Linked DNA regions of Mus musculus: regions 2, 3 and 4 are each linked to region 1. Evidence: chromatin contacts called from public promoter capture Hi-C data. All regions are on one chromosome and are shown on one strand. Each heading gives the region's core, a stretch centred on a gene start, on an enhancer-like site or on the middle of the called end of the contact. The rest is flanking DNA. Distances are from core to core; before and after follow the strand shown.

Region 1 (7,933 bases), core at 2,506-5,005:
ATAGTCCAGATGTTACCTGCAGGCCTCAAGTGCACCACTATGAGGTCAAGGCCCACTAGGTCTACAAAGAAAGTTCCAAGACAGCCAGGGGCGAACAATGAAACCTTGTCTCAAATGAAGGATACCCTCACAATGCTATATTAACCCTTTTTGTCTACTCAGTAAAAATAGAGCTGGGGCTCTTGAAATGTTTCCTTTGCCATCTGACAGAAAAGGCTGGAGAAACTTTCAGGAGACAGTGCTGCTTTCTGGCTCTGGTGGCTTCTCCATGTTTAAGATTCCGGGATGCAGAACTGGCAGTGTCATCCAGTGTCCAAGCTGTTTTATAGCAGCATACTGAGTGGGCCACCTGCCATAAACTGCTTTAGCAAGACCTCTAGCACAGTCAACAAACAGGAGCACAGCGATTTCTCTGCTATTCAGTGAACTTGATCAATGCCCTTTTCAACAATATCTGGACCTCGGACTGGTGATACAATAGGACTTTGAATCTCCAGTGGCTGTGGCAGCTCTGAATATCTGCTTTCCCTCTGTGTGCTTCATCTCTCTTGAGTTCCAGGCCAGCCCAGGCTTCACAGACCCTGCCTCAAAAACAGGATATAATAAAAGTGCATAAGACAGTTTACCTCTTGTATCTAGGTATACAGTTCAGTAGCAGCAAATGCATGATCATGTACCTTCCCAGGCCGGGACTCTTACCCACTATGCAATTGTATTCTCCACTCCTCCCAATCCAGTCCTGCTTTTGGTGTTTGCCAGTGCTGAGAATCAGGTAACCTGGAGCCTCAGGCATGCTGTGCAAGTGTCCTCACACAGCCACAACTTCAGCCCTGTCCTGCATTTTTATCTCCATGAATTTGACCATTCATATAAATGAAACCATATATTTGTTCTTTGGAGGCTGGGTTATTTTGTGTAGCAAAAACATCCTTCCATCCCATAATCAGCCTCTAAACACTGACACCATTGCATACGCCAGCAAGATTTTGCTGAAAGGACCCTTATATAGCTGTCTCTTGTGAGGCTATGCCAGTGCCTGGCAAACACATAAGTGGATGCTCACAGTCGGCTATTGGATGGAACACAGGGCCCCCAATGGAGGAGCTAGAGAAAGTACCCAAGGAGCTAAAGGGATCTGCAACCCTATAGGTGGAACAACATTATGAACTAACCAGTACCCTAGCCATCCCTGTCCTAGTCTATATCTGGGTTTCACTCTTAAATCCATTTATCTTTAAGGCATATACAATTTTGTGCATATTTGATGCCATTAAGAATATTCTTGGGTGAGAAAAAGCTAAAGAGATGGTTCAGTGATTTAAGAGTACTTACTGCTCTTGCAGAGGTCTCCAGATGGGTTCCCATATCAGGAAGCTCCTGTTAACTCCAGCTCTAGGGAATCCAACACTCCTGTCTTCAAAGCCCCAGGGGATTTTTTGTCTCTGAGCACTCTCACACGCAGGCACACACACACCTGCACCTAGTTTTCAAGTAGTGATTTTTACAGCAATCTGTCAGAGAGCTGAAGCAATGGCTTAGGACATGATGCTTTTTCAGAGACCTGGTTTGGTTCCATGTACCCTTGTCAGCAGCTTACAACTGCCTGTAACCAACTCCTCTGATCTCCCTAGGAACCTAATATGTACATACCTTTCCTCACACCTGCATATACACACCAAAAAACAAAACAAAGCAAAAAGGTAGAGCCAGCAAAATGGCTCTGAAAGTTAAGGGGCCTACTGCCAAACCTGAAGGTTCAATGCTGGGGACCCACATGATGGAAGGAGAGAATTGACCTCTCACAAATTGTTCTCTGACCTCTACCCATATGCCATGGCAAAGGTTTCCACACACACATGAACACACACAAAATAAAACTGAAAAACAAATCAAAAACAACTTTAGAAGCTAAAGCTGGTATAAGCCTGAACCTGAGGCAGGAGGATCACATACATAGTCAAGGCCTGTGTGTACTACAAAGCAAATTCAAGTCCAATCTGGCAATTTAGTGAAACCTTATCTCAAAAAGTGAGGTGGGGGTAGAGGGAAGGTACAGTAGGACTATAGCTCAGCAGAACATTTGTCTAGCAATCACAAGGCCCTGGTTTCAAGCCCCCCTCAAAAATTTCAGCAAAACAAAAAACCCTTAACTTTAAATCCTGTCATGGTGGCACAGACCTGTAACTCCAGCACTTGAAAGACTTAAAACAGAGCTTGTACACTATGCCCCTCCTTAGAATTGGGAACAAAACACCCATGGAAGGAGTTACAGAGACAAAGTTTGGAGCTGAGATGAAAGGTTGGACCATGTAGAGACTGCCATATCCAGGGATCCACCCCATAATCAGCATCCAAACGCTGACACCATTGCATACACTAGCAAGATTTTATCGAAAGGACCCAGATGTAGCTGTCTCTTGTGAGACTATGCCGGGGCCTAGCAAACACAGAAGTGGATGCTCACAGTCAGCTAATGGATAGATCACAGGGCTCCCAATGGAGGAGCTAGAGAAAGTAGCCAAGGAGCTAAAGGGATCTGCAACCCTATAGGTGGAACAACATTATGAACTAACCAGTACCCCGGAGCTCTTGACTCTAGCTGCATATGTATCAAAAGATGGCCTAGTCGGCCATCACTGGAAAGAGAGGCCCATTGGACAAACAAACTTTATATGCCCCAGTACAGGGGAACGCCAGGGCCAAAAAGGGGGAGTGGGTGGGTAGGGGAGTGGGGGTGGGTGGCTATGGGGGACTTTTGGTATAGCATTGGAAATGTAAATGAGCTAAATACCTAATAAAAAATGGAAAAAAAAAAACAGAGCTTGTGAGCTCAAGGCTAGCCTTGGTAACACGGCAGGACTTTCTCTAACAAAAATAGCAAATCTTTAGAAATAAAACTCGAGGGCAGTGGTGGGATACACCTTTAATCCCAGCACTGGAGTTCAAGGGCAGCCAGAGTGAGTTCCAGGACAGCCAGGGCCACACAAAGAAATCCTGTCTGCAAGAAAGAGGGAGAGGGAGATAGATGGGGAGAGGGCAAAAAAAAAAAAAAAAAAAAAAAAAGAGGGAGTGGGAGAGAGGAAGAGAGAGAAAAGAAAGAACCCTTAACATGAATATTACATGGCTTTCTCATCAATTCCCATGGAGAAGGCTATGGACAATAGCACTTAGATGGCTCAGCGGTTAGGAGTACTAACTGCTCCTGAGTTCAAAACACAGCAACCTTCAAATCCCAACAACCACATGGTGGCTCACAACCAGCTGTAATGAGATCTGATGCCCTCTTCTGGCGAGTCTGAAGACAGCTACAATGTACTTACATATGATAAATCTTTTTTAAAAAGGAAAGAAGGAAGAGGAAGAAGAGGAAGAAGAAGTAGAAGAGGAGGAGGAGGAGGAAAGAGAGAGAGAAAGGAAAGAAAGAAAGGAAGGAAGGAAGGAAGGAAGGAAGAAAGAAAAGAAAGAAAGAAAGAAAGAAAGAAAGAAAGAAAGAAAGAAAGAAAGAAAGAAAGAAAGAAAGAAAGAAAGAAAGAAAGAAAGAAAGAAAAGATCAGCCTGGTTTACATAGTTACAGGGCAATCTATCTCCAGAAGTCTAGATCCGCCCCCTACAGGCCCATGGAAGAAGAGGCTCTGGTCCCGGCCCGCTTGCCGGGGCTCACTGAGGACTCCATTTCCCAGCTATCCCACTGCCGTCTGGGCTGTATATCTAAGCGCCCTCTCGCGGTGCACAGCGGCGGTCTGGAGTTCCCGGCGACCCTCGCGGCAGGCTGAGGGCGTCAGGGCAGTTCGCGATGGCCGCGGCTGGTTCCGCTGCTGTGTCAGGGGCCGGGACCCCAGTGGCGGGGCCCACAGGCCGCGACCTCTTTGCCGAGGGGCTCCTGGAGTTCCTGCGACCCGCGGTGCAGCAGCTCGACTCTCACGTGCACGCGGTCAGGTGCAGGACCGGGTTGCTGGGGGCGGGGCCTAGGGAACTGGCTTTGTAGGGGCGGGGCCCCGAAGAAATACTAGATACATTCTTGAGACACTGATGTTGAGACTGGGTAAATAGGCGGAAGGGCCTGGGTGAGGCCTTGAAGTTGAGGTTGGCTTGTCTCAGTATTTGGGGAATAAGTAGAATTCGTTTCCCGCGTCCCAGTCACTGACCGTTGTAGACTTTTGTACCACTTTGCAGAGAAAGCCAAGTAGAGCTCCGGGAACAAATTGACAACCTAGCTACAGGTGAGTGAGCAGCCAGGATACCTAGAATCCCTGATCTCACTTTCGGGAACTTTGTTTCCCCAGGTTTTAGGCTAAGTTTCTGTCACTTGCTTCTCAATATCAGAACTACCCAAGGACTCCAATTTCTGGGGATATTTTAGGACAGAATGGAAGAAGGGAAGGTGTCTGTGGCCCACACAAGACTGCAAGAGTATTTTTCATCCCATTCCTCTCTTCCATTCCCTAAGAACAAAAAATGAGCCATTAGATGTTGGTTGCCCATTTCCTCTTCCCAGAACTGTGCCGGATCAATGAGGATCAGAAAGTGGCCCTGGATCTGGACCCCTATGTTAAGAAGCTGCTTAATGCCAGGCGACGAGTTGTCTTGGTCAACAATATTTTACAGAATGCACAGGTAAAATAATAAAATAGTAATAATAATAATAATCCCAGCAGTGCATGGTGGTACATGCTGTAGTTTCAGCATTTGGTAGGCTAAGGCAAGAAGGATGGCTTGAACTTTGAGCAGAGCCTGGACTATCAAATCAGCTAGGGCTACATAGCATGACCCTCTTTCAAAAAAATTTCTTCTTGTTTATCCTGCTTTATGTCTTCAACACTGTGAAGCAACTATGGGGGAAAAGAGTGGTGTTAACTAATCTGATAATAAAGGCCCATATTCCCCTCACCCCATTACTAGGCCTCAAACTAGACAAGTGCCAATTCTTAACTTCTAATTCTTAACTTCTAGTGGCTGTCATTTACAAGTCCATTTTAACGTAAAGGGCTGGCTTGAAAAGAGCCAAAGCCAGCTGGACATATAAGCAGGCAAATTTCTGAGTTTGAGGCCATCCTGGTCTACAGAGCAAGTTCCAGGGCTACACAGAGAAAAAACAGTCTGGGGACAGGGGCAGAGGGGACTCAGTTAAAACCTTTTACAGCAGTCATTAGATTCCCCATCTTCCTGTCTTACAGGAACGACTAAGGCGGTTAAACCACAGCGTGGCCAAGGAAACAGCTCGCAGGAGAGCTATGCTGGATTCAGGAGTTTACCCTCCTGGTTCTCCAAGCAAATAAGCACGGGCCCGTGACCTGAGTATACAAGTACAATTCTCCAACGGCTTTGTCTGGTAGACACGAGAAGATTCCAGGAAAGTCTCTGTAGACCTTTGATTTTTTTTGCACTATGTACTCATTCATGTAGCCGCCTCAAGAAACATGCGTACGGCAGGACTATTTCCTAAAGAACCTCCATCACAGCTTGTCCATCCAAGAAAGAGCCTCTACCTTTTGGGTTTTGTTAATCTTGAGACAAGATCTCAGTATGTAGTCCCGGCTGGCCTCAAACATGTCCTCTTGCCTTAGCCTCCTGAATGCTGGGATTATAATAGGCATGTGTCAGAGTGCCGGGCTCAAGCCTCTATATATTTCCCCCAAAGAATACTAAGTAAATTAGGCATCGTGTGGTAGAAAATTGAGAAAACACCAGATTTAGTGAGAAAGTATACTCCTATTTCTCCCCCTCTGCTTCACCACAGTTCCTCTCAGAAGGTAATAACCTTTCCAGGATCATCTTACACTCTATAATGTTTAGGTTAACTCCTATTAACAAGTTTCGCAACTGTTGCCTTCATTGCTACCCAAGGAGAGCATGCCAGATAGCGAGGATCCAAGGTCAAGGCAGAGCCTTGACAGCTAAGAGTCCTAAGCTTTTGCGATTTTTTTTTTTGTTTAGACTACATATTTTAAGGGCTAGAGGGATGGCTCAATGGTTAAGAACACTGGTGATTCTTCCAGATGGCGTCCAGTGCTTAGCGCCCACATGGTGACTCACAGCAGCCTCTAACTCCAGCTCCAGGGGAACCCAATGCCCTTGTCTGGCCTTTTGGCCCAGCACACACACACATATGATGCAGATATATATGCAGGCAAAACAACCATCCTCATAAAATAAAATTTAAAAGTTACATATTTAAGCGCCATCCTTTCCAGGCTTAGCCAGCCAGTGTTAACCATCCTGTTACTCCTATTACTGGGGCTGGGCAGTTTCCTTTACCTGTAACTCCACTTTGTTTACAACTGAGGACTTAGGTAAAGTCAAGGTAAATAATTTATCCTCTTGGCCACCCTGGCTTGACTATGTTAATATTAAGTATTGCTCAACATTATTAAATAAATGCTTGTACTGGTTATTTTAACAAAAAAATTTATTTTATTATGGTTTCAAAGGGTTCAGGACATGGTCACACTGATGCATATTTTGGGGCCTATTTTGAGACATGAGAATGTGAGGTGATCAAGCTTCCAAGAGAAGGGAATGCTGGACTCTGCCATTTATCCCTTTATTCTGTCCATGCACTGAGCTCATAAGATGCTTTCACCCCACATTTAGGGTTAATCCTTTGCAGAAATTTCAGGTTATTTTAGGCCAAGCTGAAGAAATTAGCCATCACAATGGTATCCTAGGAATCTATTACTTTCAATTTATATAATTTAAAACAGCAATCTCAATGTTTATAATAAAAGACTCAACTTGAATTCTACTGAGGTTATAGAAGCCAAATGTAGTTGCTACATATTGAAGAAAAATAAAACCAAAAGCCCTAGTAGGAAGTACTTTAATCATTTTTCTTAGAAAAAAAAAAAAAAATTCCCAGATACTCAATGACCGTTTACAGCATTTCAACACAAAGTACTTGGTTGGGAGTGGTTAGGTTTAAATATTGGGAATGTGTGGCATTCTGCTTCCTCACAGACGGACAGAGGGCATACGCAGTCACAAATGGGAGACTTCTAGCTGCTTGGCCACTATCGAAACAGTAGCGTTTTTTTCTTTTCAGTTTGTTTCCCTTCCTGCTGTCTCCCTATGCCACAGAAATGCCGCCATCTAAAGCCCCATGGTGGCTGGCTTAGCCTCTCTTCCCTTGGGGAGAAACAGTAAAGGGAAGGTCACTCCTGAGTCTCCATGCTTTCTTCTTCTTCTCCTTGAGGTGGTTCTTCTGTGTTCTCCTCCTCTTCCTCCCCCTCCTTCTTCTCAGGTGGCTTCTCATAAGCCTTTTCTGAGGGTGTCACAATCACTCCATCCCAGGTAGATATTTCAGAAGCAAGATCTAGAAGAAACAGGGATAAAACCCACTTCATACAAATATCCCAGTAAACAAGATAAGCTATATTCATTAATATTAGACCACCTTTAGATACGGCTTCTCTATAGTTCAGAACCCCTGAACCACACCACAGAGATAACTTACAGCTGGCATCCCCCTCCTGGCCAAGGATCTTCCTAAAGCCTCCATGGGAGAGAATTCGAACCAGAGTCTGAGCTGTGTAGCAGACCATATCCTGAAGAACAAGGAGAGGGAAATGAGCCAAAATAAATAGACTATACATGACTAACATCCGTGTGAAACAGGTCCCCTGGTCCTTGGCCTTCTGGCCAGAACCCCACTCATTTCGTGGTTGTCTTAATACCTGTTGTTCTAGGGTCATAACTGTGTGTACCCTGAAGTTGCCACTCTCACACGGGTCAGTGATGCCCACTGACCCAGGCAAGAACAGTCCTGCAGCCAGAATCTGCAAGCAGCGCCTGAAACACAAAGACACTTAGAAAGCAAACAAAACAGCTTAGAACCGAAACCCAGAGAAGTGTGTTATACCTGTAAGCCACATTCAGGGCCAAAGGCTGTCTGGTGGGGTTGTTCATTACAGCATAGTGCCCCTGGAAGAGAGTAAGT
Region 2 (7,933 bases), core at 2,475-4,974, 1.8 Mb after region 1:
CCTCACAAAACCCACATGAGAGCTCACAGCTTTGTAGAACTCCAGTTCCCAAGATCCCAATGTCCTTCTGCTTCTGCAGACACCAGGCACACTGTGGGGCATAAACAAACATACAGGCAAACATTCATACCCACAAGATAAAAATAAATCCTAAAGAAGAGAGGGAGTTTATGAGGCAGGAATACAGATCTGCAGTAGAGTGTTTGCAGAAGACATATACAGCCTTCAGCTCAGTCCACAACATAGCAGACAAACCAACGAAAGCTTCTTAGGGCAGAAGAATAGAAGAAAGCTGGGGAACATAGTTTGATAGCTGAGTGCTTGTCTACACAACCCCCAAAGCTCAACCCAAGCACCACAAAGAAAAACAATGTTCAATGTCACTTCCAAAAATATACAGAAGAAATGAGGGGTTGCTTCTGGAGTTCTCTTGGTTTTTATTTTGTTTATTTACAGATTATTTCTATTATTGTGTATATGTTTGACTCTGTGTATGTGTGTGTGTATACATACCCACATGTACCACAGTATGTATACAGAGACCAAGAAAACAACATTGTAGAGTCCAGTCTCTCCTTCCATCTTTCCATTGGTTTTGCATAAATTCAGGTCACCAGGCTATTGGGGCAAGCATCATTACCACAGATGCTAAGTCATAGTTAGGTTATCTAAACAGATTGCAGTGAAGAGAGACCTGAGCAGAGTGAGATCCTTATTCAAGAGTTATCGGTTGGTACATGCTCCTCAGCCGCAGAGCCCTCACTTTCCCATTACAGTAAGTCCCAGGGTGCATGGGCTTCTTCAGTGGCAAATCCATAGATATGTCCAAGTTTGTTACTGTTTTTGCAGCTCACATCTCAAACTGTATGACGACCATTAAACTTCACTCTACTGCATGTTAGCTACCATGCTAACATAAAAGACTATCAGTGGTGCCTGTTAATGAGGTAGAGATGAGCCCTGAGCAGTTGCTCAGGATTACATCACAGCACAAGAAAACAGACAACATTGGACACGGCCAAAGAAAATTCTGCCTATTTTGATTGTTCTACAAACCTGTATAGGAAACCAAAACAAAGGAGGCACATAACTTATCTACCCTTCTACCAAGGACTGAAGTCAGGACATGGGCCACTACACTCTGTGGCCTGAGCTCAAGGTCTGGGCTCTGAGCCCAACTGAGGTGACCATGTGACATTTTCCAGCCAATCTCTAGGTGTGGCTAGTTCTCACTATAAACAAGGGCAGAATAACTAGGTGGGTGTAGAAAGCCAGTCTTCCCACACCCAGGAGCCAGCAGTGCAGGAGGGCAGGAGTGACAAACACTCACCCTTACAAGCAGAGAGTAGATACTGACCCGCCTGGCCACTTGGCACAGATCACTTCCCTCTAGTGGGGAAACACTAAAGCTGACACTTTGAATCTGGCCTCTGCACTGGGAGCACACGGGCAGCCTGGAGCTACTGCCTGGAATGAAGTTGATCCCAAGCCCTGGGTTGATTTTATTCATGGAGTTCCTATAGCACAGTCTGAGTCTCTGCAACAGTGTACTAAGGTTGCTATGGCAGAGCTGGGATGCAGTGCAGTGGTATAGCATGGACTCAGCCTGTGCGGTCCTGGGCTTGATCCCTAACACAGAAATGAAGAACTCCCATGCAGTTCGCTAAAAAGACAAGAAGTAGCCGGGCAGTGGTGGCGCACGCCTTTAATCCCAGCACTTGGGAGGCAGAGGCAGGCGGATTTCTGAGTTTGAGGACAGCCAGGGCTACAGAGAGAAACCCTGTTTTTGAAAACAAAAACAAAAACAAAAGACTAGAAGTATTTCTAGTTTTCCCAACCCCACAGATGTATGTGCTGAATAAAATGAGCATAGGCAGAGATCAGCTGGCTTTTGTTTGTGTTTTGACAGAGGATCTTACCATTACTCTTGGCCAACCTTTATGCCACCAAGCCTGGTGCTGAATGCACACTCCTCCTGCTTTTGCTTCCCAAGTGCTGGCATTACAGATGTCTGTCATCACTCCCAGCTAATGGCAGAGCTTTGTGCCCTCCTCAGCCCAACATTTCTTTAAGATAATCACTCAGAATCAAAACTGCTTCCTTATGATTTTGTAACATTTCAGTCTATAGCAGATAGCAGCTAATAACAACAATATAATCCACGAACTACAGAACTGGGCATGGGGTTCATGCCTCTACTCTCAGACTAAGCAGAAGGAGTGTTACGAGTTCAAGGCTAGCTTAGGCTTTGACCTGTTATCAAGGAAGACAATAACACAACTTAAAACAAGAGAAAACAAGGCTGGGGATGTGGCAGAGCCCTTGCATGGTATGCTCGGCTAGAGTCTCAGGTTCCATCCCCAGGTGGGGGTGTCAGGGAGACAGATTTACCCCACTAGCATTCCACCAACCTATGACAGCCAAAGATGACAAAGACACAGGAGAAGACAGTACTATATAATGAGCTGCAAGGATAAGGAAATAAAGGAAGAGCTCTAAGTGGAAGATTGGTTCTAAGAGTTCAGCAGGCTGGCTCTACTTGTTTTTCTGCTTCCTTTTGTGGAAGTTCAAACCAGCTGACTCATCCTTCAGGGTTAGTCTCATGTCAGACCCTGAACAGTGACAGCAAGAAAAGGTTTCATTGAGTGGTCGTTAAACTTTTCCTTTAATCTAACAATACATTATATGTCCTTAAATAAAAAAGACAGTTTGTCTACCAATGTAATCTGAAGACTAAAGATAGCATAAATGTGCATATGAAGTCTAAAATAAATACTCAAATGTTTATTCTGGTCTCTAAGTAAGTATGAATTACATACACAAACAAGCTTAGGATATAAATATTACTTTTTAAGCTCTAACTCTATTGAGATACTTTCCCAGGCTGTATCTGGAAATATAAACAAGGAGCTGACTTACCAATGGTGGGGTCATGGTCTTCTGGGAATCGGTGGCTGATGAACTGCATTGTCATGGCTTCAAAACAAGAGATGCAACTCAGGACACTGTGACCAGGAAGTATTTTAGCTATCAATTTTGCACAAGAGCCAGTAACCCATCTGGGTTGCTTTTCAAACGTTGTGTGGCAAACAGAAATGGTTACCTACCACTCTTCCCAACTCCACCGGCACCCAGCATCACTAGTTTGTATTCCCGGGAGAGTGCTGCAGGGCTGCTACAGCTGCTACCAATGGGGCGAGCTCCGGACTCCATTGTCCTCCGGGGCAGTCCTGGGCCCCTGGGAAAGGCCTCCTAGAGGAGAAGGCACAGAACATTCAATCCAGGATGGAAACAGTGGGCCACAGTGAGAGCCTCCTTCTTCCGTCCCCAAACACCATGGCCTACTCTGCTCATTGCAGAACGCTAAGAAGCCCTACATCCTCGCCCTTCACAATCAGTCTCAGTCCTAAAACAGATCATAGATGTCCAAACTTACTTTTTCCAGAAAACTAAAAAGAACTTAAAACTTCAGATTGAGGCAGCGTGCCAGTAGGAAGGAGCCGGATGAGTGCAGAGCGCTGCCTGACACTGTCACGTTCTTTCACGGTGGCCGTGGCTCCCCCACTTCACCACCTTTCCCGCCACCGTCACCCCCCCGCCCTGTTCACCTGAGCCTGTACCTCTGAAACCAGCTTTGAGGCCGGGTGGTAACCCGCGTTCCTTTCCCAGCTGCGCCCCACAGCCCAGGGCCCCGCCCGGGTCCTGGAAGATGGCGCCGGTGGGCGGGGCATGACCCTGAGCCCCGCCCCCACAGCTGACAGATACTCTGCTCCGCCCCGCGCCTAACTCTAACTCGCTAAGCCCTCTGGTCACATACGAATCTCAAGGCTTGCACTTACAAAAATGGATGTTATATTAATCGAACAGATACTTTTAAAGATTTATTAATTTATTATATGTAAGTACACTGTAGCTGTCTTCAGACACTCCAGAAGTGGATGTCAGATCTTGTTAAGATGGTTGTGAGCTACCATGTGGTTGCTGGAATTTGAACTCAGGACCTTTGGAAGAGCAGTGCTCTTAACACCTAAGCCATCTCTCCAGCCACGAACAGATACTTTTAAAGTGATTAACTTAGGGCTATTTGCTGCTGGTAGAGGGAAAATATCTGTCACCAGATGTACAGCACAACAAACCCACACCCCCTCAATCTTTCCAAAATACAGAATTACATTAGGGTAGGTATGGTACTTGCTACAAAGCAGCGCTTCATTTTCCAAAAACGCTGTTACATCAAAAGCTCTTGAAACCAAAACCAGATGATCGCGGTATCCAGTTATTCTAGTTAGAATTTTTTTTTTAAAGATTTATTTATTTATTATATATAAGTACACTGTAGCTGTCCTCAGATACTCCAGAAGAGGGCATCAGATTTCGTTACGGATGGTTGTGAGCCACCATGTGGTTGCTGGGATTTGAACTCGGGACCTTCGGAAGAGCAGGTGGCGCTCTTAACCACTGAGCCATCTCACCAGCCCTCTAGTTAGAATTTTAAATTTTAAAATTATTAAGACAAATACAAGTCAGATAGGATGCAAGCACATCCATATAAACCAAGCATTTGGAAGGTGTCTGTGCCAAGCAGTACAAGGGCCACCTTGGATACCAGCTAAATTCGACATTGGGTTACATGAAACCCTGTCTTAAAAGCAGAGCTCAGGAGAGATTATCAGTAGTTAAAAACACTCCTTGCGGGGGCTGGTGAGATGGCTCAGTGGGTAAGAGCACCCGACTGCTCTTCCGAAGGTCCAGAGTTCAAATCCCAGCAACCACATGGTGGCTCACAACCATCCGCAACAGGATCTGATTCCCTCTTCTGGAGTGTCTGAGGACAGCTACAGTGTACTTACATATATTAACAAAATAAATCTTTAAAAAAAAACAAAAAACACTTCTTGCTTCTGGATTCAGTCGCTAGCACCCACACAGTGGCCCACAACCATCCAGTTTCAGGGGATCCACAACCCTCTTCTGACCATTTGCAGGCATCAGGAATACAAATGGTGCACATATATACACATAAGCAAAAACATACATATGAATAAATACACCTTTTTAAAAAGCAGATAGCTTATGCCTTTAATTCCAGCACTCCAGAGGCAGGTGTGTATCTGTTTGTGACCAGCTTTAGACAAGACAGACAGAGAGGGTCTCTTTTGACTTCCAAGCTAGTAAAGGCTACAATGTGGGACCCAGTCTCATAAAAAACAAATTAGCATAACTGGGCTTCATCCACTCTGCACATCACATGGAGTGAAACGTTCCTGCATTATTCTTGCAACCTCCACTTCCCTTTTCTGCTGGAGCCAGGATATAGGTGAGCAGCTTAAGCTAGTCTACAGTGCCTGATCTTTCTGTCTCAGCATAAGAGTGCTGAAGGGAGACCAGGAGGGAACAGAAAGGATGGTTTAGGGTTCTAAGTCACAGGCTGACTTAGAAACCATAGCAATCTTGCCTTAGTCTTCAAGTACAATTATTTTATCTTGTTTTTAGGGTCTGAGTCTCATGTAACCCGGGCAGGCCTTAAATACAAAATTCCCCCATCCTCCACCTCCTGAGTTCTGGGATAAGTGCTTTCCTGTGTTGCTACAAGTTTTGAAGAACTGGGTGTGGTCTCAGGCAGCTGTTTTAATCCCAGGTGTGAGGATATGGGGTTGAACTGCAGCAGCTTTGACTTGCTGATCCCATTACAGATGGTTATGAGCTACTACGTGTTTGCTGGGAATTGAACTCATGCCTTGTGCTCTAACAGAGGCATGGTTTTACCAGCTGCAGTTTCTGCAATTAATTGTGTGACCTTTGGAATTCTAGAACTTTATTTATTTATTTATAGTATATAAATGCTGTGCCTGATGGTCTGCGTGGGTGGCTGCTGGTGGTTTACGGAGGTTGGTTGGGGTTTCTTAGTAGCTGTGGTCAAAGAAGAAACAGGAAATTAGATTCAGGGATTTTCCTAATTTCTCTCTGCCCTCTCCCCCATTTCTCTCCTATCTAGTGTTAGGGGTGAAACTGGGGGGATGAAGGGTGTGAAAAAGAACCCACAAAGTAGCTAAGGCCAGCTACAAGGCCCCCAATTAAATGCTTTATTAAAGTTGCCTTGATCATAGTGTTTCTTCACAGAAATAGTGGTGACAAAAAAAAATGCTGTCTCAAAATACTAATTTTTCTCTCTCTCATAGGGTCATACAGGACATAGTACTGGCTGTCCTGTAAATCACATGTTGTACACCTAGCCTAAGAGATCTACCTCCATGCCTAGCCTTCAAAATAATTTATAAAGAGAGCAAGGGGCTAGAGAGATGGCCTAGAGGTTAAGAGTACTGACCACTTGCTCTCCAAGAGGTTCTGAGTTCAATTTCCAGCAACCACATGGTGGCTCATAACCATCTATAAAGGGATCTGATGCCCTCTCCTAGTGTGTCTGAAGACAGCGACAGTGTACTCATATACATAAAAAACCAACAGAGAGTGAACTAAGTAACCAGACACAGTAGCATATCATATGCCCAGAATACCAACACTCTGGAGACAGAGGCAGAAACATCTCTCAAGGTCATTCTGGTCTACATATCAGAGTTCCAGGGTAGCTAGTGCTACAGGAAACTGTCTCCAAAAATCCAAAGGAGGAAGTGCCTAGGATGTATCTCAGTGGTAGAATTTTATCTAGCATAGACAGAGTTCTGGGTTCAATTGCCAAAAGCACAAGAGACAACAAAACATTCGAGTACCTTTTAGGCAGCGGTTGTAACTACGCTGAGCTACACAGTAGCTAAATACCAGGTGGAAGGTCAAACCTGGTGGGTATCCTTAATCCCAGAATTCTGGACTCAGAGGCAGGCAGATATCTAGGAGAATGAGGCTAGCCCGTTTCACACAGTATTCCAGCCAGGTGGCTCGGCTATTAGTGGTACTTATCACGCAGCCCTGAAGAGCTTAGTTTATTCACTGAAGCACAGTGGAAGGAAAGAATTCACTCCTGAAGGGATGTCCTCCGACAGCTACACACATTGTGGAACAAAAGTGTATTCATTAATCTCTTTAAGATTTATTTTTCTCTGGCCGGGTGTGGCGGCGCACGCCTTTAATCCCAGCACTCAGGAGGCAGAGGCAGGTGGATTTCTGAGTTCGAGGTTGGCCGTGGTCTACAGAGTGAGTTCCAGGACAGCCAGGGCTATACAGAGAAACCCTGTCTCAAAAAAAAAAAAATTTATTTTTCTCTGGATGTATTTGTAACTATATGTATTGCATGGCCCCCTTGGAGGCTAGAAGAGCATACAGTGAGACCCTATCTCAAAAACAAAACAAAGTAAACCACTGAAGGGGAAAAATAAAAAATAGAAAACATGTAACTTAATAATAATTGTAAATCCTTTTATATTAAGGATATATTTTTCAGAGTTATCAGCTCAAGGAGCATATGCAAATGCTGGAGCCTGTTATGTTCTTGTTGGGCAGGGTTTATGCAATGAATACAAAAGCATATTAAGGGGGTGGAGAGATGACTCAAAGGGAAAAGCACTACGTCAGAGGATCCAGCTTCAATTCCCATTTGCCACACAACAACTCATATCTACATACATTACTCCAGCTCCAAGGGATCTGATCCCTCCCACACACATACATGCAAAAAAACAACAATGCACATTAAAAAAATAAATAATTGAAGAGTTTATTGATATTAGTGTATGAACAGGCTAGGGAAGAAAAAGAGAAATGACAAGCAGAATATTTATACATTTATTTATAATGAAATTATGGTCTAATTATTTACAACATACAAGAAACCAGAGAATAAGTTTGTACAAAGCCAGCCCGCAAAGTATTCAAAAATGTGCAAAAATGACAGTATCTCAGACGCTCCTGGCTCACCACCAATTCCTTCACTTCCACACATGAATATTTGATACAAAAAAGTTCTTTTGGCAAAACCCGC
Region 3 (7,933 bases), core at 2,862-5,361, 1.3 Mb after region 1:
TGTCCGGCTCCGTCTCCTCCGCCTTCTGTGTTTCCTTCGGCTGCTGCGCTGGCTTCGGTAACTGCTGTTCTCTCGATGGTATTCATAGGACTGCCGAAAGTCTGTGTCGTAGTAAGCCTCCCCTCTGTCCCGGCTGTAGTCATTGCGCCTGTAGCTGCCACAGTACCGCCGATCGTACAGCCGCCGATCGGACGAATGGTCATCATAGCTGCTGTTGGATAACAAATACCCACTAGCAAGGTCAGTCCAGGCCACGTTCCCTGCCACAGCAGGCAATGGGGTCCTTCTTAGGAAGAAGAAGCCCAGTGGTGCTTCCACACACCTACTGTCACTAAGACCTCCTCAAAGGCACCTGCAGAAGTCCTCTGGGGGCGCATCTCCTCCTCCTCTCCAATGATACAAGAGAACAAAGAACCAGGGTGCTCTCTACTGTTTCCAAATGAAATTCAGCTCTGCTCTAATCCAGTCCATTCCTCTCCATATCACTGAATTATTGAAACACTGCAGACCTAGCTTTCCTGTTAGCACACGAGTTCTTTTTAGCTGTTAGTCCATGGCATACACGCTTCCTGTCAACCAAAGACATTTCCACCTGATTTTCTTTTTTCTTTTCTTTTTTCTTTTCTTTTCTTTTCTTTTCTTTTCTTTTCTTTTCTTTTCTTTTCTTTTTACAGGTTTCTCTGTGTAGCCCTGGCTGTCCTGAAACTCACTCTGTAGACCAGGCTGTCCTCGAACTCAGAAACCCACCTGCCTCTGTCTCCCACTGCTGGGATTAAAGGCGTGCGCCACCACGCCTGGTGCCACCTGATATTCACTAGTCCTACTAGACAAGTTTAGGCATCCCTTTCTTTAATCAGACATGGCAGTGCACTCTTTTAATCCCAGGGCCCTAGAAGAGGTGGCAGGTGTTATCTCTGATTTCAAGACCACCCTAGTCTACACAGAAAGTTCTAGGCCAGCCAGGGCTACACAGTAACACCTTGTCTAAAGAACAAAAGGAAAATGACTAGAGATAGTCCACTGGTTAAGAGCACTGACTGCTCTTTCAGTGAACCTGAGTTCCATTTCCATGACCCACATAGTAGCTCACAGCTGCCTGTAACTCCAGTTCCAGGACTCCCATATTCTCTTCTAATGGACAAGGGCACCATGGATGCATATAATGCAAGGTATACATGTGGGTAAAACACCTATACACATAAAAATTTTTTTAAAAGTTGTTTTCCCTGAACTATATATATCCAGAACCATTCCAACAATGCCTGGTGGGTACAGCTTTAATCCCGAAGTACTTCCTCTAGAAAGTTCCTTTCAAAAAACATGTTTTCCAGTGGAATAGCATTGGAAATGTAAATGAGGAAAATACCTAATAAAAAGTATTAAAAAAAAAAAACACTTAGGCAAAAAAAGAAACAAAACATGTTTTCCCCCTTTTGAGAGTCTCATTATGTAGACCAGGCTGACCTCAAACTCAGTATGAAGCCCAAAGTAGCCTTGAGCTCATAATCCCCCTCCCCTCCCATCCCAGGTGTCCACCACCAACACCCCCTCCCTTTCTTTGCAATGGCAGGAAGTGAACCCCAAACCAAATCCATGTCAGGCACATTCGTCCATACCTAGGCCCTTGGCCTTCAACCAGCTGCTGAGCCCACTGGCCTCATCATGTAACGTAACCAGTGACCTGCAATCAGTCTCTCTTACCTTCGGGACCGAACGTGGTAGCTGTCCTCCCTCCGCCGCCGCCTTGTCCGGTCACTGCTACTTGACCAGGAGCGACTTCTTCTTCGCTTATGCTTTCGGCTCTGATAGTGTTCGTGGTAACTCCCCCGGCTACCTCGCTCTGAGGAATGGTACCTTCGGGGATGGGGCATCTGGAGAGGAAGGAGAGGCAGAATGGTAGGAACACTGAGTTTTCATAACCGTTCTCGTGGAATGCCTCTTCTAAAGACGCAAAGCTGCTTTCTGTCCCTACGCCCTTCAGCACACAAACGCCTCGCTTCTTTTCCTGGTAATAGTCTTCCCTTCATGGACTATACAGCCACCTACAAATTTTGGCTGAAAACTCAAGAAAGTCAAATTCAGTTGCTCTACCTCAAACAAGGCTCCATGAAGACCTTCTGGTCTGAGCCACAGTTCACGACAGGTGACAAGTGTGTGGCTGATAAATATTGCCACAGTTCATCTCTGCTGCCATCTAACATGCGCAGCTGTGCCATCCTGAGTGCTTCACAAGCAAACAAAATAAAGCTTTAGTTTACATGGTTGTTTTAGTTATTAACAGCTCATCTTCTCTCCCCCACTAGACTAGGAGTGTCACAGGGCAGTCATTCAGCCTCCCAGGATTTTACAGATAACTGGCAGCAAACACCAACAAGTTCCAGAGATCAGGATGTGGTCCCACAAATGTCTCTCACATGCCTGGCCAAATTTTTCACACAGTTGTAAAACAGCACAAGGGAAGTGTGTCCATCTGTATGTCCCCAGCACCACTGGATTTATTAAGCAGGAAATAACTGCACTTTTCCTTTTCTTTTGGGTTTGAGGCAGGGTTTCTCTATGTCGCCCTGGCTGTTTGGAAATTGATTTTGTAGACCAGGCTGGCCTGGAACTCACAGAGATCCACCTGCCTATGCCTTCCAAACACTGAGATTCAAAGGGTGTTCCGCTGCCCCAGTCCTTTTCTTTCTCTCTTTCCTTTATTGAGACAAGGTTCTATTATGTAACCCTGGCTGGGCTAAACTTACTAAGCATATCTGGCAGAATTTGAACTCAGAGATCTTGTTAGTGTCTGCCTCCTGAGTGCTGGTATGAACGACTTGCAAAACCACACTTGACATATCCTAAGCTGGTGTCGATTTTGATATGTAGCCTAGGATGGCCACGAATATTTTCTGATATTAGTTCAGTTCCAAGTGCAAAAATTACAGATGGCTGGGGCTTACAAAGGCTGGAGATCAACCCAGGGCTTCATGCAAGCTAAGTGACCCCCACCATATCAACTGAACTATATCCCTAGCCTACTAAGTACTTCTTAATTAGTATCAGTAATACTTGGCCGGCAGCTGGGCCTCCATTAAATGAAACTGGACTAGTTAGGGTTCATGAGTCCTGTTTTGGTCAAAGGGGAAAATCAGAGCAAAATCACTGTCATATCCAGCAATACGATGAGCCTCGGGGGCAGTCTTGGCCCAGGACATGAGGTCTGTAGGTTTGACTCCAACATCTGGTCACCATTCTCGGCCGCTTCCTCACAACCTTCTTAAGGAAAGTGAGCCTATGGTACACTGGCCTAAAGTGGCTGACAGGAAACCAAGAAGATGCAAGCACGAGGCTTTCCCAGGTAACCCTATCTTGATTAACTTAACATAAATGCAATCTCACTTTGGACACCAACCAACAAAGCCACTGCGTTCTTTCCTAGAAAAGCATATCTAGCCTAACTTTCTTAACTTCTAAACCCTGTTTCTTCCTTGCTTACTCAGAGAAGCTAGAATAATTTCCTAGCCTCAAACTCTTCCTCTACACTGCCATCTTAACACTTTTCGGATCGTATTAAACCCTTGGTCCAACTTTTGCACGACTGGGACCGCTCCGGTGTCTACCTCATCACTTCTAAGGCTTTTCCAAGTTTACTATAGGTCTTGCTGCTACACCGAAACACGTCGACCTCCCTCCCTCTCATCTCGCTACTCTGCTGCTTCGAGAGCCCGACACTCCTAATTTCTCCATATCCCGTTGCCGTCCGTCTGGCGGTAGCCATCTTTCCGCGGCCCCAAGGTCCGCCAGCCCGCGCGCTCACCGTTCTGGCGGCGAGGCCCGTGCGCTTGTCCCACAGGAAGTCCGTGATGGCGGCGGCACTGCGGCCGGAGTCCCGGCACCCCCGCGGCGACGAAGTGCGGTTCCACCCCCCAACCCGGGGCCCTGGGACCTCCCGCCCCGTTCCCGGGCTCTGCTCCAGTCCCGCCCGCCCGGGCTCCGTCCCCGCCCCCAGGATCCGCTCGGCGCCTCTCGCACCGCCCCCGCCCGGGGCCCGATCCCAGCTCGGTCTCCGGCTCTGGCCTCTCCGCTCCGCCGCCGCCGCCGCCGTGAGCGAGCACGCACGCACAGACGCACGCACGTCCTGCGTCACTTCCCAGCCTCTGATGGGCTCCGCCCCCCGACACCGGGCCCTTCGGGCCAGTGAGCCGCTTCCCCTGCGCCTTCCAGAGTTAGAGAAGCGGTGGGTGCGCCTCTTGGTTCGGGTCTCGAGGCGCTCGGAGCTTGTCACGTGTTTGTTGAGTCTCTAGGTCTTTTTATCCTTTCCCATGACACCTTCCTCTTGCTCTTCACCAGAAGACAATTTGTGGCTTATTTAATATTGGCTGTTTTAAAGGATTGTTAGTTATTTACATTGTATCGCTATTGAGCAAACGACTCCAGTGAGGTTTTGTGAAGTCTGGTTCTTCAAACAAAACTTGAAAATATATACCCTCCTGCTTCCGAACGCCAGCAAAGAAAGGTTCCCTCTTTGTTCTGCACAAAAGTATTTCATGTTTGGGGCAGGTGCACAGACATAGAGGAAGGAGAATCGGACGCCGTTGTGTTTTAACTAATCTGTATTAAGTATAAATTTACCGAATCATCTTCCTTTCTTTTTAGATTTACCTTAAATTATTTTTGTTTCTGTAGAAGGGTATGTGCATTTCAGTTCAGGTTTTCATGAGGCCTGAAGAAGGGGCCAGTCAGATCCTCTGGAGCTGAAGTTACAGGCAATTGAGGGCTTACCATTGTGGATGCTGGATCTGCCAGAAGATTGCACTCTTAACCACGGAACCATCTATCTCTCCAGCTTCAGTTTACTAAATAGTACAAAAGAAGAAGGAGAAGAAGAAGAAAACGAAAAGGAAGAAGCAGCAGCTAAACATGGTGGTTCATGCTCATAATCTCAGCTCTTAGACGACTGAGGCAGGATTATTTGGAGGAGCTCAAGGCCCGCATGGGCTGCAGTGTGAGACTGTTTCAAAATCAAACCAGCTCAGGATGTGGCTTAGTTGGTGGAGTACTTGCCTTTTGCCCAGAATGCCCTGGCAAGAGAGCCATACATACAACCTATACACGTAACCAATCCCAGGACATAGGAGGTGAAGGCAGGAGGATCCAGGTTATTTCTTCCTTCCTTCCTTTTTTTTTTTTTTTTTTTTTTTTTTTTTTTACTTCAGTTTTTTGAGACAGGGTTTCTCTGTGTAGCTCTGGTTGTCCTGGAACTCACTCTATAGACCAGGCTGGCCTTGAACTCAGAAATCCACCTGCCTCTGCCTCCCAAGTGCTGGGATTAAAGGCGTGCGCCACCACTGCTGGGAAATCAAGGTTATTTTTGCTATATAATGAATTTAAAGCCAGCCTGAGTACACTGATAACCTGTCTCAAAAACAAAGGTTTGGTTTTGTTTTATCTTTTGTTTTGTTTTTTGTTCTTGTTGTTGTTGTTGAGGGGCTGGAGAGATAAGTTAGCAGTTATGAGCACTGGTTGCTCCTCCAAAGGACCTGTATTAGTTCCCAACCAACCCCCACATGGTGACTCATGTGCCCTGTGACTCCAGTTTCAGGCCATTCAACATTCTTCTAGTATCCTCAGGCATTTCATGCATGTAGTGTACAGACATACATGCAAGCCAAAATATTCAATGCACATAAGAAAATACAAATAAATAAATGTTTTTTAAAAAAAAAGGAGAAAAACAACACTATTTGAAGGTCCTAGGAAGGGGCTGGAGAGATGGCTCGGCTCAGCTGTTAAAAGCACTAATTGCTCTTCCAGAGATCCTAAGTTCAATTCCCAGCAACCAGATGGTGGCTCACAACCATCTGTAAAGGGATGTGATACCCTGTTCTGGTATGTCTAAAGACAGCTACAGTCATATACCTAAAATAAATAAATAATTCTTAAAAAGAAAAAAAAATAAAGGTACTGGGTAATTGTCAGAAAGGACAATTGGAAGGGAAATAAAAATAACCCTCAGTTAATAAATATATTAAAGTTAAGGAAAATAAGAGTGAAACTGGGTGAATAGTCAAATGGAGACTAGACTGGTTAGCAAGAAATAGTTTAGAAATTCCTTGTGTTAAAAAGAGATCCAGGTTTCTGAGTTTGAGGCCAGCCTGGTCTACAAAGTGAGTTCCAGGACAGCCAGGGCTACAGAGAAACCCTGTCTCGAAAAAAAAACCAAAAGGAAGAGAGAGAGAGAGAGAGAGAGAGAGAGAGGAGAGAGAGAGAGAGGAGAGAGAGAGAGAGGAGAGAGAGAGAATCGATGAATCTATCCAGGGGGGCTAGAGAGATGGCTCAGTGGTTAAGAGCACTGACTGCTCTTCCAGAAGTCCTGAGTTCAATTCCCAGCAACCACATGGTGGCTCACAACCATCTGTAATGGGATCTGACGCCCTCTTCTGGTGTGTCTGAAGACAGCTACAGTAAATAAATCTTTAAAAAGTCAAAACAAGCCGGGCTTGGTGGCGCACACCTTTTTTTTTTTTTTTGAGACAGGGTTTCTCTATATAGCCCTGGCTGTCCCAGAACTCACTTTGTAGACCAGGCTGGCCTTGAACTCAGAAATCCGCCTGCCTCTGCCTCCCGAGTGCTGGGATTAAAGGCGTGGCCACCACGCCCGGCATCTCTTTGTATTTTATTGACAAGAATTTTAGGATTAAGGAGGTGTGATTTTAGCAGTGGTGGCACACACCTTTAATCCCAGCACTCGGGAGGCAGAGGCAGGCAAGTGAATTTCTGAGTTCCGGGGCCAGCCTGGTCTACAGAGTGAGTTCCAGGACAGCTAGGACTACACAGAGAAACCCTGTCTTGAAAAAAACCAAAAACCAAAAAAAAAAAAAAAAAAAAAAAAAGTCAAAACAAAACAGGGAAACTAAAACAAAAACAGCAGAACTACGCAGTCCATCACCTGCAGCTTGTGTAATTACTCAGGGCTGGAGAGAGAGCTCAGGGGTCAAGAGCACTGGCTGCTCTCCTAGAGTGAACCAAGTTCAAGTCCCAGCAACCACATGTGGCTTATAACTCTCTCTAACTCCAGTTCCGGGGCCTCTAGTGCCCTCTTCTCACCTCTGCAGGCACCAGGCACACACACATGGTTCATAGAACAGACATAGGAACAAACCCCTCAGACAGATAAAGTAAACAAATACAATTTATAAGTAATTGAAAGTTGCTGAGACTAAGTTCAAATTTTTAGTGATTGGTAAGTTTCACTAAGGAGCTTAAATGTATTTCTTTTTTCTTTCTTTCTTTCTCTCTTTCTTTCTTTCTTTCTTTCTTTCTTTCTTTCTTTCTTTCTTTCTCTTTTTTATTTTATGTATAATATAAAACCAGAAGAGGGCATCAGATCTCATTACAGATGGTTGTGAGCCATCATGTGGTTGCTGGGAATTGAACTCAGGACCTCTGGAAGAGCAGTCAGTGCTCTTAACCACTGAGCCATCTCTCCAGCCCTTAAATGTATTTCTAAAATGGAGACACTTGGAAGGACTTTAAGAAAACTGAACAGTGTCATGTGGATGTAGAAAGTGTACTTGGAGACTGAAACATGAATTTGTCTAGGAGAATTTGGTGAAGACTTCTTTTTTTCTTTTGAGACAGTCTCTTTATGTATCCCTGGTTGTCTTAGCACTTACAATATAGCCCAGGCTGGTGTCAAATTCACAGAGATCCACTTGCTTCTGCCTTCCAAGTACTGGGATTAAAAGACTGCAACACCAAGTCCAGCAGACTTTGAAAATTATTAAAAACTTCTGAGACCAGGTAGAGTGGCACACATTTGTAATCCCAGTGCTTGAAATTCAGAGGAAGATCAGAAGTTCAAGACCAGCCTGAGCTACAGCCCATGTCAAAAACAAAATGTAAACTTCTTGAAATAATTTAGTTGGAGATTATGACGGTTTATCTCAGG
Region 4 (7,933 bases), core at 1,589-4,088, 1.2 Mb after region 1:
TGGCGTTTTGTTTGACTAGCTTGGCTCCACGTTTCATTTAACTTCCTGGTCCCCCAACCCCCGAACATACACAGAAGAAAGCGAAAACGCAGTGGTATATGCCTACACAGCAAGCCAGTCCGGAGGATAAGGCAGGAAGCATCACGTAAGCCCAGGAATCCAAGGGAGGGACAGCCTGGGCTACACAGTGGGAAGGCCAGCCTGGGCAACATAGTGAGATCCCGCCTCAAAAGTAAATCAATAAATAAAATGTTCTAGAAGGGCGGAAAGCAGGCGTGTTCCCATGACTTAGGAAAGAGGATTATGGCTTCTCTAAGAGGACAGGATACGGATGAGAGGGTGGAAGGGGCTAAGAGGTCCACTTGTCCAGCTGGAGCCAGAAAGGAAGGCAAAGAAGAGGATTTTTTTCTTCTCACTTCAAGACAGGTTTCACTGTGTAGCTCTGGCTGTCCTGGAACTTGCTCTGTAGATCGCGCTAGCCCTGAACTCACAGAGACCTGCCTCCCTCTGCCTCTAGTGCTAGGATTAAGAGCCTGTGCCATCACTGTCTGGCTGAAAGACAAGGTTTTTGCCTTCCAACAATTTCTTTCAGCATATAAGAAACACATGGGACAGAGTGGAAGAGACAGAAGCTCTGGGCATTGCTGGGCGGAAGCTCTGGAAACCTCCAACAGGGCCGTGAAGACAGCAACAATGGCGGGCTTCGGGGTTTCTGGGTGAGTCTTTCACGGGGCCACAACTGCTTGCTTTTCCCAGCATGTGGCTTTCCAAGTGGCTCGGTCCTGATGCCGACTTTGTTTTATGAGCCCTATTCTCCATCAGATCTCTATATGAACCATCTAACAAGAATTATCACACACAAAAACTGATCTATCAGGGCTGGAGATGTGCCTCCATTGGGAGAGAGATTGCCTAGCATGTTCAAGGACCTGGGCTTAATCGCCAGCACCTCATAAACTACATGAGGTAGTGCTAATCTCAGGACCTGGGAAGTGGAGGCAGGAAGATCAGCAAGTCAAGGGTTTAGTCATTCACAGCCACACAGGAAGTTCAAGGCCAGTGTGGGCTACAGAAGGGAGGAGAAGAAAGGAAGAGAGAAACAAGCGGATGCAGAGAAAGAGAGTGAGCTCTAGCGGTTATTCTCTATTCTCCTTCTGTCAGGGGTCCTGCTATTGGTAACATCCCAGTGAACACAGACTTCACAATCTCCTCCAGCAGCAGTCAATAGTGCGGGCTCAGTTCCACATCAGAATCCCTCAGTGGGCTTGGTTTTGCTTTCTTCTCTCACAGGGACAAAGAACACCTTCTCCTGGATGCCTATCAGACATCAGCCCAGGCTTGACTGTTCACTTGAAACCTGTCCTGAGAGCAGACCAGGTTGGCCTTTTTCTTTCTTTTCCTCTCCCTCCCCTCCCCTCCCCTCCCCCCTTTTTGTGCTTCTCTTCCAGCTCCAATAAAATGCTTAATCTGAAAGCATCTTCTGTCTTCAAGATTGTGTTAAGCAAATGTATTTCTCCTTTATCATCTAAGCACAGGGAAATTCGGCATCATGTTTGGGAGAGGTTTAAAAAAAAAAGAGTCCAGTTAACTATTGAGTTTCACTTACTCTCAGGGAAGATTTTTGCTTGGAAGCCTTTACCAAAGACCAGATTCTCCAGATTATTGAAGGCCTGGGTGATGTAATTAAGGAGAAACTCACGCAACAAGATAGGAAGTAGAGGGACTGCAAAGCCCTTGCCACCCACTCCCGCCCATGTTCTGTTCATACACCCCCGCCTCCCCTTCCAGCGCGAGGAAGATACAGTCAGGGAGAAGACGAAAAGGCCGGAGCCCAGCAGGCCCCCCTGAATGGTGAGCCACTCGGTGGAGGCCAGCTGGCGGCTGTAGATCTGCATGCCAGCGAAGAGCAGCAGGGACAGGAGGGAGGACAGCGCCAAGGAGGTCCCGGTACCGACTACTATAAATGAGAAAAAGAGTCAGGCTAAGATTCAGGCAGATTCACTCCGGAGCTTGGCTCACCAACCACTTCCAAGTGACCCAGCCCCCACCCCACAGCGACCTCCAGGAACCACCCGGCCCTGCACACCCAAGTTCCCGCCTGTCCGGAGGAAATGCTAGTTCCCAGGACACGTCAGCTTTACCGAGGCTACGGAGAAAAGAGGACCACCCCAACGCCCACTCCCGCTAGAGCAGCCCGGGCATCCCGCCGGTGCGGTTACCCATCACGCCCCGTCCGTGGTCCAATCCGTGTCCCTGGAGAAAGAGGGGAGCCAAAGCCGGCGCGGTTGTCTGTACGCAGGCGTCGGGGCCAACGTGGACTTGCTTTACTTCTTCCTCTACGCGCCTTGGGTGCAGCGCCCTCTTGTGGCAAGGAGGAAATAATGCTTCTAAGAGCATTCTAGGCCACCGCCCTGCTTGGTCTCCAGCCTTCTGTAGCCAAGGCATCTGCTGTCTCTCTGGACAAGCTGCACTCATCTTTCAGTCATGATCCCATGGCCTAGAGTCACCTGTGCCTTCATTGCTATTCATGTCATCTCCCGTACAACTTCCTCAGACCTCCCTGACCCACTATAATTGCCTCAACAACTCCCGAAGATATGTGCCACCCAAGATGTAGCACCGTCCACCTGGAGTTGTTCTTCTGAAACGAGCTTCGTGCTTTATGTGAGTAGTATGACCAGGAATCGATGCAAGCTTCTAATAGGAGGAATGGTTCCTACCTCAAATACCCTCCATGTTACCCACCCCCTAGACCGCCTTTGGAGAACCACGTGGGAAGAACTATTTCCCACCCCCTACCTCGACGGACGCAGTTCGAAGCTAGTCCCTGGAGCATGCGCAGTGACATCTCACCCTCCCCACCCCTCCCTTCACCCCACCCGGCTCCTGCATTAAGCCCCGGGTTCGCAGCAGCAGCCAGGATCGGGCACCCGGGGGCGGGCGGGCACAGTAGGGCCATGGCTGAGGGTGAGGATATGCAGACCTTCACTTCCATCATGGATGCACTAGTCCGCATCAGTGTGAGTTAAGGTGGGGTCAAGGGGAAGGGAGGGGATGTAAAGGGTCGGGGCAAGCCAGACCCTTGAACAGGTGGGGGTCCAGGAAGAATATGGATTATAGAGAAGGGATTAGTTAAGACAGAAATGACTGGGAGGGCGGAGACGCAAGTGTGGAGGGATCCTGGGGACAGCCGAGTGGTGAGACTCCCGTTTGCTGGGGTGTAGGCAGCGAGAAGCTGCCCGGACCCAGCGGGTAGGCTTGGGGTAGCTGCCAGGCGTGCACCAGGGCTATGAGAAGGGGCATGTGTGAGCTTGGATGTTTTCCAAGAAACTGAGGACAGGTGTGGCGGGGGGTGGGGTGGGGTGATGAAAAAACCGCTCCTGGGTGCAGTTCCCAATTTGGACCCCTCCCGACCACCCCCCCTACCGCCCCCAACCCCCCCCCCCGCTAGCTGCCGTGCAGCCTCCCGTTGCCATGGTAACCCGTGCCCGTCTCTCCCAGAGGCGGTGCCAACCCTGCTCCCCCCCACCACTTCCTTCCCCCTCCCTCCCTCTCCCTCCCTCCTTTGTGTCAGCTGCGCCCCTGACCGGGATGGCTGCGAAGAGAGGGACCAAGGTGAGGTGTGGGGGTGGGGAATAGCCAGAAGACCCCTCACCAAAAGGGGGAGGGATACTTCCGGTGGGGAGGGGGCAGGTAGGCGGGGCGCTCCTTCCTCCCCCACCCTAGATTGAGCAAAGGGTTGAAACAGGCCGAATTTCTCCACCAGACTGGGTCTGATAGCTCTAGTATAGAAGGCAAAGAGAGATGGGTTGATTTGGGGAGACTGGAAGAAATAGAATTGAAGAATGGAGGATGGGTGCTGGGGCGCCGGCCAGTGCCCAGCCGGTTCAGAGAGCTAGCGCACCCTGGCCGCGGGGAGCAGTCATGCGTCTAAGGGTTGCTAGAGAAAGGGGCGGGGGACAACACCCAGCTGTAGAATGGGTGGTGCCCTTGAAATAAATGCTATTAATCCAGAGATGGAGGGATGGAGACAGGTGAGGCGGGAGGACTGCCTGCCAGCACTGCTGCAGCGGGAGTGATGGGGGTGGGGCGCGATGGTGGGGGAGGCCAGAGCTCCAACTGTACCTTCTTGGTGGACCTTAAGCTCCCCAAGAGGGGCGCTGAAGCAGGAGACAGAGAGCTGGGGAGGTGTGTGAACCAACGAAGGCGGGTACTGGGCCAAAGCAGTAGGTAGCTTGTGCTGCCCTTCCTGGCAGCCAAGGGACCGGGCTGAGATTTGCCCAAGTGTCCTAGCTCTCACACAACCTCCTGGTCCCTCCACAGACAAGCATGAAGAACATGGAGAAGGAACTGCTGTGCCCAGTGTGCCAAGAGATGTACAAGCAGCCACTAGTGCTGCCTTGTACCCACAACGTGTGCCAGGCCTGTGCCCGGGAGGTTTTGGGCCAGCAGGGGTACATAGGCCATGGTGGGGATCCGAGTTCGGAGCCCACTTCTCCTGCTTCCACCCCTTCTACCCGCAGCCCCCGCCTCTCTCGGAGAACTCTCCCCAAGCCAGATCGCTTGGACCGGCTCCTTAAGTCAGGTGGGGCTGGGGCCTGTGGGATGGGGTGGGGATGTAGAAAGATGGAAGAGGGTCAGGGGCATCTGTCTGTCATTCTGGGGTGGAGCTTCTTACTGCTTGTCTGAAATTCTAATGAGAGCTGATCTCTGGCGCAATGAAATTAATTCCACGTTTTAATTGATCAGATGTCACCCACCCCAGCCAGCTGTAATTCTCACCTGTGCCTCCTGGGTCCATCTACAGGCTTTGGGACATACCCTGGGCGGAAGCGTGGTGCCTTGCACCCCCAGACGATCCTATTCCCGTGCCCAGCCTGCCAAGGCGATGTGGAGCTGGGGGAGAGGGGCCTTTCCGGGCTTTTCCGAAACCTGACCCTAGAGCGAGTGGTGGAGAGGTACCGCCAGAGTGTGAGTGTGGGAGGAGCCATCCTGTGCCAGTTGTGCAAGCCCCCACCACTAGAGGCCACCAAGGGCTGCACAGAGTGTCGAGCTACCTTCTGTAACGAATGCTTCAAGCTCTTCCACCCCTGGGGCACTCAGAAGGCGCAGCATGAGCCCACGCTACCCACTCTTTCATTCCGCCCCAAGGTGAGCCAGTTCTTGCGGGGGTCTGAAGTGGGAGGGGCTACAGTGGTGCTGAACCAGAGGTTGGAGATGACTGGCATGTGGGGTTCTAAAGAGGGCTAGGTAAGGTTTTGTGTGTGTGTGTGTGTGTGTGTGTGCGCGTGCGCGTGCGCGTGCACGTGTGAGACAGGGTCTTAGAGCTGGAGAGAGGCAGCTCTCTGATTAAGAGCTCTTCCAGAGAATCACATTTGTTTCCCTGTAATTGCAGCTCCAGGGGTACATCACCTCTGGCCTCTTCTGTCTCCTGCACTTACATGCACATTTCTACACATAGACACATACACATAATTCAAAATAAAATATTAAGAAAAAAAAACAGGACAGTGCTTTGCCATATAGCCCAGGCTAGCCTTGAACTCATGGAAATCCCATTTTCTCGGTTTCCTGAGCACTAGAATTACGGACACGCACCGTCAGATCGGGCTGTCTATCAGTCCGTGTCTCTAACATCCACTAAACAGAAGATTCAACATCTATGGGACTCTCATCTCACCAGCTGCATAGAGATGAGAGAATCTACTCTGCTGTAACTATACCTGCAGGACTGTTGATAGGATCACAGGAGATGTTCGTTATCTGGCTAAGCATGGTGGCGCATGCCTGAGCCCCCAACACTTGGAAGGGTAAATAAAGAGACTTGGAGGTTAAAGGCCAGCCTGGGTACACAGGAAAACTCTGCCTCAGAAAAGTTGTTTATTAACAAAAAAAAAAAAAAAAGTTGTTTCTATGCAGGATGCTTTTCTAGGAATTGGGCGCAATGGTGAACAAAGGTGAACTCTATCACCATTGTTATACTATGAACTTAGGAAGTAAATGAAGGAGCAGTGCTAGGCCATGGCCTGGTCAGCTCACAAATGCTTTAATGCCTAGTGTTCACCATTGGGTGGCGCTAGGGAGCACAATAACTGGTTCGCTATTTCCACTTCCTTCTCATCTGACTGCTGGAGATGACCGGCAAGCAATTGCTGGTAGATCAGCATCCTTACACACACAAGTGGCTGACTGTTTCATTATTTTTTGCATCCCTAGGGTCTGATGTGTCCAGACCACAAGGAAGAGGTGACCCACTACTGTAAGACATGTCAACGACTGGTGTGCCAACTCTGCAGAGTACGGCGTACCCACAGTGGGCACAAGATCACACCAGTGCTCAGTGCCTACCAGGCCCTCAAGGTAAAGACCCCTTACCTCCTCAGCCCTAGCGCCAACGCACACCACCACACACCTCCTACTGACTTGCTTCTTGCAGAGCCAGGATGATGCCCACCTCTTTCTTTGCCCTTAGGATAAGCTAACAAAGAGCCTGGCATACATCTTGGGAAACCAGGACACTGTGCAGACCCAGATTTGTGAGCTGGAAGAGACCATCAGGCACACTGAGGTGAGGAAGGGCATGGACGTGCGCCTTCAGTCCCTCGTGGGTGGCCATGTCCCATTGTCTTACTGCCAGTTCAGAGCCCACAGGAGGAGGGTGTGTGTTGGTGGAGGCTCTGGTTAAACTTCATTGGCAAGAACACCAGTACTCTGGGTTGGGCTGGAGCTGGGGCTGCAGGGAGCGTAGGAGGGCAATAGCTGGGGGCTAAGGAGCTCAAATATACTTAGATTCAACATGAGCACAACCATGAAGCTAGGGGTGGGGAACAAGCACCTTCTGTTGGGTTGTCTGAATTAGCGGGCAGTGCAATGGATGGTGGTGATGGCACAGTCACCAGTGTGCTGCAGCTAGTGGTCCACACGTGGACATTAGTGCAGTCGTGGCGTGGCCTTTCTTATTTGAGTGAGATATAAAAAGATTAAGACTATGAAAGAGCTAGGGTAAAATATGAGCAGTTAGTGTAATGGTGATTTCAAGTTGCAGTTGCTGGACAAACTGTAGGCTCAGAAAGGGCAGTTACTGCATTTTCTGACATGTATCCAGATAGGCGGGTATTTTGGAAAAGGCCCTCCTTCACACACTGAGGCCCCAGCACAGTCTTGTTTGACGGATCCTGGAAACTAGGGCTGCGATGTATTCAAATGACCAGCTATTTAAAGGAGCTCTTAACGTCCACTAGTTTTTAGCCTTTCCCTGTTTGTCTCTTAGCAACATGGTTAGGATCGACTACTCCAGCCCGTAAATCCACGTATCCCATCATTTCTTCACAAATACAGTGCCCTGGAATGGACGGGGCCTGTGGTGGGGCAGTGTGCATCTCCATCATGGGGGGGGGGGGGAGCACATGAGGGCTGGAGAGACGAGTCAGTGGCTAAGAGCACCTACTGCCTTTGCAGAGGACCCAGGGTCAGTTCCAGCAACTACAAGGCAGCTCATGATCACCTGGAATCTACTCCAGGGGCTCTGATACCATCCTCTGGGCTTCACACACACACACAATCTCATATACACATACACACACACAAATGAAATAGATATTTTAAAGTAAAAAAATATGTTGAAAGAGTAGGCATACCTTTTGCTGCATTAGTACATGGTCAAGGCCCAAAGTCCCCACAACAATAAAACACAAAAATGGCTGGCAAAATTAAATAAAAAAAAAAGTTAAAAACGTAACTGCAGTGGTTTGGTGAGATGGCTCAGTGATTAAGAACACTGGCCGCTCTTACACAGGTCCTGAGTTCAATTCCCAGCAACCACATAGTGGCTCAAAACCACCCATAAAGGGATCTGTTGCCCTCTTCTGGCATGCAGTCAGGGTGCTACTAAATTTATAAATAAATACTTAAAATGCAACTGTATTGTTTTAGA

The links. Promoter capture Hi-C pulls out the DNA fragments that hold promoters and counts their contacts.
Region 2: a promoter capture Hi-C map of neutrophils shows a contact between it and region 1, with 4 times the contacts expected there. The contact joins the promoter of Rit1 here to the promoter of Snapin in region 1. A contact is called at or near these places in 2 of 39 promoter capture datasets (neutrophils and pre-B cells) and 1 of 484 Hi-C or Micro-C datasets (B cells).
Region 3: a promoter capture Hi-C map of pre-B cells shows a contact between it and region 1, with 2.5 times the contacts expected there. The contact joins the promoter of Clk2 here to the promoter of Snapin in region 1.
Region 4: a contact with region 1 is called in a promoter capture Hi-C map of pre-B cells, with 2.3 times the contacts expected there. The contact joins the promoter of Trim46 here to the promoter of Snapin in region 1.

The regions. Positions count from the first base shown.
Region 1 is chr3:90,486,835-90,494,767 of GRCm38.p6, reverse strand. It overlaps Snapin (SNAP-associated protein), which reads left to right and starts at 3,755. Exons shown (of 4, transcript NM_133854.3): 1 at 3,755-3,936; 2 at 4,174-4,220; 3 at 4,496-4,614; 4 at 5,175-6,742. The coding sequence starts at 3,794. The coding sequence ends at 5,276. It overlaps Ilf2 (interleukin enhancer binding factor 2), which reads right to left. Exons shown (of 14, transcript NM_026374.3): 11 at 7,856-7,917; 12 at 7,671-7,785; 13 at 7,451-7,541; 14 at 6,389-7,309. The coding sequence ends at 7,149.
Region 2 is chr3:88,712,645-88,720,577 of GRCm38.p6, reverse strand. It overlaps Rit1 (Ras-like without CAAX 1), which reads right to left and starts at 3,724. Exons shown (of 6, transcript NM_009069.4): 1 at 3,621-3,724; 2 at 3,108-3,252; 3 at 2,920-2,976. The coding sequence starts at 3,213. Khdc4 (KH domain containing 4, pre-mRNA splicing factor) reads right to left here. Exons shown (of 14, transcript NM_028814.4): 14 at 7,645-7,933.
Region 3 is chr3:89,160,973-89,168,905 of GRCm38.p6, reverse strand. Clk2 (CDC-like kinase 2) reads right to left here and starts at 4,111. Exons shown (of 13, transcript NM_007712.4): 1 at 3,800-4,111; 2 at 1,702-1,871; 3 at 1-211. The coding sequence starts at 1,871. Gm45927 (predicted gene, 45927) reads right to left here and starts at 4,111. Exons shown (of 19, transcript NM_001310017.1): 1 at 3,800-4,111; 2 at 1,702-1,871; 3 at 1-211.
Region 4 is chr3:89,240,802-89,248,734 of GRCm38.p6, reverse strand. Trim46 (tripartite motif-containing 46) reads left to right here and starts at 2,838. Exons shown (of 10, transcript NM_183037.2): 1 at 2,838-3,020; 2 at 4,324-4,585; 3 at 4,808-5,151; 4 at 6,217-6,360; 5 at 6,473-6,568. The coding sequence starts at 2,958. It overlaps Krtcap2 (keratinocyte associated protein 2), which reads right to left and starts at 2,297. Exons shown (of 5, transcript NM_025327.3): 1 at 2,220-2,297; 2 at 1,803-1,957; 3 at 1,607-1,670. The coding sequence starts at 2,223.